2 separate regions of the Mus musculus genome follow, and region 2 is linked to region 1. A link is a contact called in public promoter capture Hi-C data. All regions are on one chromosome and are shown on one strand. The core of a region is the stretch at or near the end of the contact, and the rest is flanking DNA. Distances in the headings are between cores, read along the strand shown.

Region 1 (2,873 bases), core at 225-2,724:
AGCTCCACACCCCGCCCAGTCTCTGCAGGACCCAGATTTCCAATCGCTGTCTGCAGAGGGGTAGGTGATTTGGGGAGTCGGGGTGGGTGTCCCCTAAGGTCTAGGTGAAAAGGTCGTAGGCAGTTCTCCCAGTGGCCATGGGAGCCATTAGCAGGTCCTTCAGCAGCTGGAACGTCCCTGGGTTTGTAAACTGGAGACCCAGCCTGCCTTGGCTTCTCCCTAGGGGCAGCTTATCTTCCTGGTAGGTTTTTTGTGTGTACTTGTCTTGGTTTGTTTGGACTTCGTGTCTTTCTTGAGACTCTTTGGAAATGCTTTTTGGGTGTGAGTTTTGAGTCAGTTGGGATGTGTTTGTAACCGGGTGGTGAGACCGGAGACTTTACTGTGACCTGACATTATCCGGGGACTTGGCAGGTATGGGGGGGGGGGTGGCGTTGGAGAGAGGTAGGAATGACAGGTGGTGCTGAATGGGACGGAACACCTCCCACACTCCCACACTAGCTCTGTTGTCCTCCCTGCCTCTATCTCTCCGGTCCATGGCTCAGCAGCTCTCTCCGTTCATTGTCTCCTTGTATCCCTGGGTCATGCGTTCCTGTGCTTTGGGCAGTGTCTTTATTTTTCAGGGCGCCTATCTATCTTCCTCCCCCACCCCCACCTCGTCTTGGCTCCATTTTGCCCTTCTCCTTGCCAGAAGCCAGACTCTGCGGCTTCCACCAGGGACCGAGCTGACTGACTGGGACTGAGGGAGGCTTGCCTGAGAAAGACTGCAGAGTTAGCCTGGATGAAGCAGGGATCCCAGGGGGATCCGGAGCTTGGGGGTTTGAATCTCAGGGATCCTGAGAAGACAGGAGGGAGCTGCCAAGCTGGGGAGAGGTTCTGGAAGAAGGGAACAGAAAAAAGTTGAGACTAAAAGAGTGTGACCGGCTCTCAGACTTGGGGCGCGCGGGGATGGGGGGAGTGATTTAGGTTGGGATCCGGAGGAGGGGTGTGTGCCAAATGGTGACAAATGGGGTGGAGTGTGAACCTAGAGGGTCTGGCTAGACAGGTGAGCCCGGCTCCCTTCCCCCAGCCGGGCTGCAGCTCTCGCTCCGGTGCTGGGCCTGTGGGAACCCGTTCCTTCCTGCGTGCCCTGGGGCCGCTTCTCCGTGCTTCTCTCCCTCTCTCCAGGAACCGAGCCCAGAAAAAGGGGAGGAGGGACGGCGCCAACTCTCCCCACCCCCGAGCCACCGCGCGGGGTCCCTAGGGGGCTTAGCGGGCCCCTGATGGTGCTGCTGTACCCCAGCATCGGGGTGGCGGGGGATGGGCGTGCGGATCACCTAGTGGAGGCTACGCGCTGGGGAGCACTTGCAGGGCGGGTACCGCACTAGGAGAGGAGCGAGGGGCGGCGCCGGGCGTGGGAGCGCGGGCGCCGGGGCGGGAGTACCGGCGGGGGACGGGCGCGGGGAGGCGGCGCCTGGGCGCGATCCGGCCCCGCGCTGGCTCCTCTCCCCGGAACAGGCCCCCGACAGCTGCTCGCGGGAGCCGCCTCCCGACACCCGAGCCCCGCCGGCGCCTGCGCTCCCCTCCCGCGCCCCGCCGCCGAGGAGGCCCCAAGCCGGGGCCTGACGCCCGGGTCCGCCCCGGAGAGCCATGAGAGGTAGGGACTGAGGCGGGGACGAGCAAGAGGCAAGGGGAGCGGGTTGGGGAACCCCAGTTATGTTTGCTGCCCCGGGATTTTGACTCTCCATCCAAAGCAGAGGGTCCTGACTTTCCGAGAAACTATTCCGAAAAGAGAGCGAGGACCTCTCTTTTCTTGGGTGAGGGGAGAACCTAACTCCAAGAGGACAGGTGCGCGCATATGTAGCCCACTGAGTCATCCTATCGGTGCCTACCCCTCAACCTCCGGTGCCATGCTTACGGACATGCTCGGTTAAGCTGCCCAGGCCAGAGGGAGCCAGCCTGACGCCCAACCTACCAGACCAGCCACGCTCCGTGGTTGCCGGGTTGTGCCAAGAGACGAGGTCACCGCCCAATGAGCAACGCTCCCAGGCTCCCTTTCTGGCCAGGCAATTCTTTTCAGCACCCCCTCTCCCAGCCACCGCCCGGCTGGCCTACAACTGAGTGGCTGAGAAGGATGGAGGTGTGTCCAGACTCGTGTGGCACTCACTGTAGGGACAGGTCACACACAGTAGAATGCTTGAGAACAGGGAGAGATGGTCCTTGTTTTTCTTGCTGTTCTTCCCACCTGAGTCCCACCTGTTCCTGCCTGCTCTTGGCTTCCCTCTGGCTCAGTCACTCTGGATGTTTGGGGGTGGGTGGCTCCGTTCTCTGAGGATCCTGTACCTCAGGGCCTGCGTGTGGCTCACTTTGTCTTCTGATTATAGGAGCTTGTGTCTGCCGTTTAGTATTCGCTAAATGGTGAGATCTGACTTTATAGATTACCTCGGGGTTTGTGGCACACACCTGTAATTAGCCTCTGGTGATAAAGAACTGAAGGTCAGCCTTCCTTGGCATCGTAGTTGAACTTGAGACCTTGTCTCAAACAAAACAAAACAAACAAACAAAAACCCCAACCAACTATCTTGCTGTTAGGAGTACAGGTCTTTAGTTCCAGCACTCGAGTGGCAGAGGCAGGAGAATCTCTCTGAGTTCCAGGCTAGCCAGGGCTACACAGTGAGACAACAAAACCCAAGCAACTAACCAGTCCTTCTCCCCGCCCCAAAGCAACACAAAGAAATCAAACGCACACACAGAAGATGTCAAGATCTGTGTGGAGTGGTGCTGGCTTCGGCAACACATATACTAAAATTGGAAAGATACAGAGAAGACTAATGCGGCCCCTATACAAGCATGACACGGAAATTCATGAACGGTCCTTAATTTTTAAATGATGGAAG
Region 2 (2,873 bases), core at 272-2,771, 1.1 Mb before region 1:
TGTGCCTGCTGCCTCATGGTAGGCCCAGATCAACAGGTACCAATGGGTCATATGCTGCAACTTCTAAGCCTGTGAACCAAAATCAACCTTTCTCCTCGTGTGTTCATTATCTGAGGTATCCATTACATAAGTGTCTCTGAAAACTCTGAAACCAAATCTAAAAACCAATGCAGTGCAGCAACCTGGGTGAGAATATGGAGGGATAAGGTGAAAAGGAAAAGGTGAATAAATATAGTGTGTGGACTTTGGCCAATAATAATGTGTTATTTGTCAATGAAAGGAAATCAGTTGGGAGTTATAGACACTTCACACACTGTTTTCTCAATTTTTTCTGTAAATGTACAACTGTTCTAAAAAAAATTAAGTGTATTCAAAAGTGTGGGCAGATGCCTGTAATCTCTGTAATCGAAGCACTCGAGGCAGGAGGCTAACCTGGGCTGCCATGGTCAGTTTCAGACCATTTTGGATACATGGAGACACCCTGTCGTTGTCATCACCATCGTCATCATTATCAAATTTAAAAGTTGCAGTTTTAAAGGCATTAATGAAAGCTTTCTTTTAGAAAAATATGGGTTTGTTTGTTTGTTTGTTTTAACTTGGGAGGAATACTCTAGGCATCATGAATCCATCTCACTAACAAGGGGTTCAGGCATGCATGAACGAGCGCATGTCATTCTTCCCTTCTTTGAAACACACACAAATGGTTGTGTTGTCAAAATCTGGAATGTACGGGGAATTGTTAAGTGTCTCCTCCTATTCACTTCCCAAAGTTAAATTCATACATTTCTTTTCTTTTCTTTTTTTTTTTTTTGGGTGGGGGTGGGGGTGGGGGTCAAGACAGGGGCTCTCTTTGTAGCCCTGGTTATCCTAGAATTCATTTAGTCTGTAAACCAGACTGGCCTCTAACTCCCAAGCACTGGGTGTAAAGGCGTGCACCAGTCCACAGCCAGGTTTATACTTTCTTTTCCTAAGCTAATTAGGTAGTAAAATCATCAGTGATAACGAACGCACAGCTCTTGGTACAACTAGCTAAACCAGTTTACTCTGAGGATAAATAAATAAAAAAAAAATAAACAGATACATAAATATAAGACCTGCTTCTGGTCATGCAGGGCTCCAAGCCACCAGGTGGAACGTCATCCGGGTCCCGCTCACTTCTGGCTCTGGGGACTGGAAGAGACTGAAGTAAGTCTGGGTTGGACCTGAGGAGGAAGGAACACGGCGAGCTCAGGGCGAAAGGCCCAAAGGCGAGCCGGGGACGCGGCGCTCACGCGAGCTCGCCGTCCCGCGCGCCCGGGCCTGGTTAGCCCTGCCCAGGGCCCGCGGCCGCCTTCGCTGTCCCCACCCGGGTCGCACGGCGGCCGCTCCTCCGCGTCTCCTCACCAGTGCAAACCGCACTCACCCGCGCCGCTCTCCGGGCCGGGTCACTCCTCTCCCTGGAGCTGCTCCGCGGGGTAGGTCCTGAGCAAGCAGCCGGCACCACAGTCTCCCCGCCCAGCAGTCTCCGGGAGCTCCGGGCCCTCCGCCGAGATTTCTCTGGGACCAGCCCTGGGATTGGCTCTTGCCAAACTCCATCCTCCAATGGGAACTTCAGGATTCTTGACGTCACTGATCACTGGGCAAATCCCCAGGCAGCGGCCAAAGAGGTGAAGCGGCCGGGCCCGAGAAAAGGAAAGTGAAATCGGAAGCGGCCAGTGCGTCACGGTTGTCTTCCAGCTGCTGAGGTCGCGCGAGGCCTCGTGTAGGTTAGGGTGCTGAAGCCCCCATAGCTTTCGAGACCCCATTTCTGATTCCCTGCGGTTAGGGGTGGGCTGGGGTGTCTGCAAGGGCTGGGTTTTAGATGGGGTTTCCTCCTCAGGGCCTGCCTCTAACTAAGATCAGACCAGTCTATCAAGTTTTTCCAAGATCCATCACAAATATCATTTTCGAAGCTCCTGGCTAGGATGAACCATTTTTGACAACTAGCCTTCCTTACACAAGGCAGGTGCTGTTCCTGCTGTACAGAACAAAGTAAACACACATACACATTCCACACTCCACCCCACACCACAGTGATAGTTCAGTGGGTAAAGATGCTTGCCACCAAATCAGATGACTGGCTTTCAAATCCCATATCCCCCACATGATGGGACATGAGAACATCTATTCTGGTTGTCCTCTAAGCTCCACAAGCACATGCACTCTCCACCTACGCTAAATAAATAAATGCAAAACATTTAAAGATCCTGGCGCTAGGGAAACCGAGGCATTAGAGTTCAATACCAGCCTGGGCTACGAAGGGGGAATTTGTTGAAAACTGAGAAAAACTACAGAACCTGCAATATCTGGTACTGAGGCCCTCTACAGGAGCTTTGAGAGCCTCCTGCAGCTCCACAGCCAAGGACTCGACCACGCCCACTAGCCTGAAAGCCCTTTTTGCACACAGCTTTCTGCTCTGCAGGAAATCCACAGTTCCTGCTACTTCCAAAGAAGTAGTCCGAGCTGCAGGAGGGCTCCGAGTCCTAAGTCCTAACATTTCACCAACATATGGGGAGTGCTTTTGAGTTTCCTGTGAGCTGTTGTAGGGGGTGGAGCGGAGTTCTGGATGCCTGTGCTCTGGACTTTGATCTCAGCACACCCTAAAATCACTAGATACCTGCTCTTTCAGTTGATATTGGGGGTGGGAGCTTTGTTTTGTTTTGTTTAGAGACAGAGTCTCACTATGTAGCTCTGGCTGTCCTGGAACTCGCTCTGTAGACCAGGCTGCCCATATTCAGTACCGGTTCTTCCCACTCTGCCTGCGTTTCCCTTATATCTACAATAAAAATCTTCTCCATACTTAAGGAATAGTCACAGGGAGTACCTCAACGATGGTCAGAGCCAAGGAATGCTGC

Evidence for each region. Promoter capture Hi-C pulls out the DNA fragments that hold promoters and counts their contacts.
Region 2: a promoter capture Hi-C map of pre-B cells shows a contact between it and region 1, with 4 times the contacts expected there. The contact joins the promoter of Trim26 here to the promoter of Ddr1 in region 1. A contact is called at or near these places in 1 of 39 promoter capture datasets (pre-B cells) and 1 of 115 datasets of contacts at active chromatin or transcription factors (pancreatic cancer cells).

The regions. Positions count from the first base shown.
Region 1 is chr17:35,699,191-35,702,063 of GRCm38.p6, reverse strand. Ddr1 (discoidin domain receptor family, member 1) reads left to right here and starts at 1,474. Exons shown (of 18, transcript NM_001198833.1): 1 at 1,474-1,633. It overlaps LOC115488883 (a small nuclear RNA gene), which reads left to right and starts at 2,755; the gene lies at 2,755-2,861.
Region 2 is chr17:36,835,794-36,838,666 of GRCm38.p6, reverse strand. It overlaps Trim26 (tripartite motif-containing 26), which reads right to left and starts at 1,521. Exons shown (of 10, transcript NM_001025599.3): 1 at 1,403-1,521; 2 at 1,095-1,202.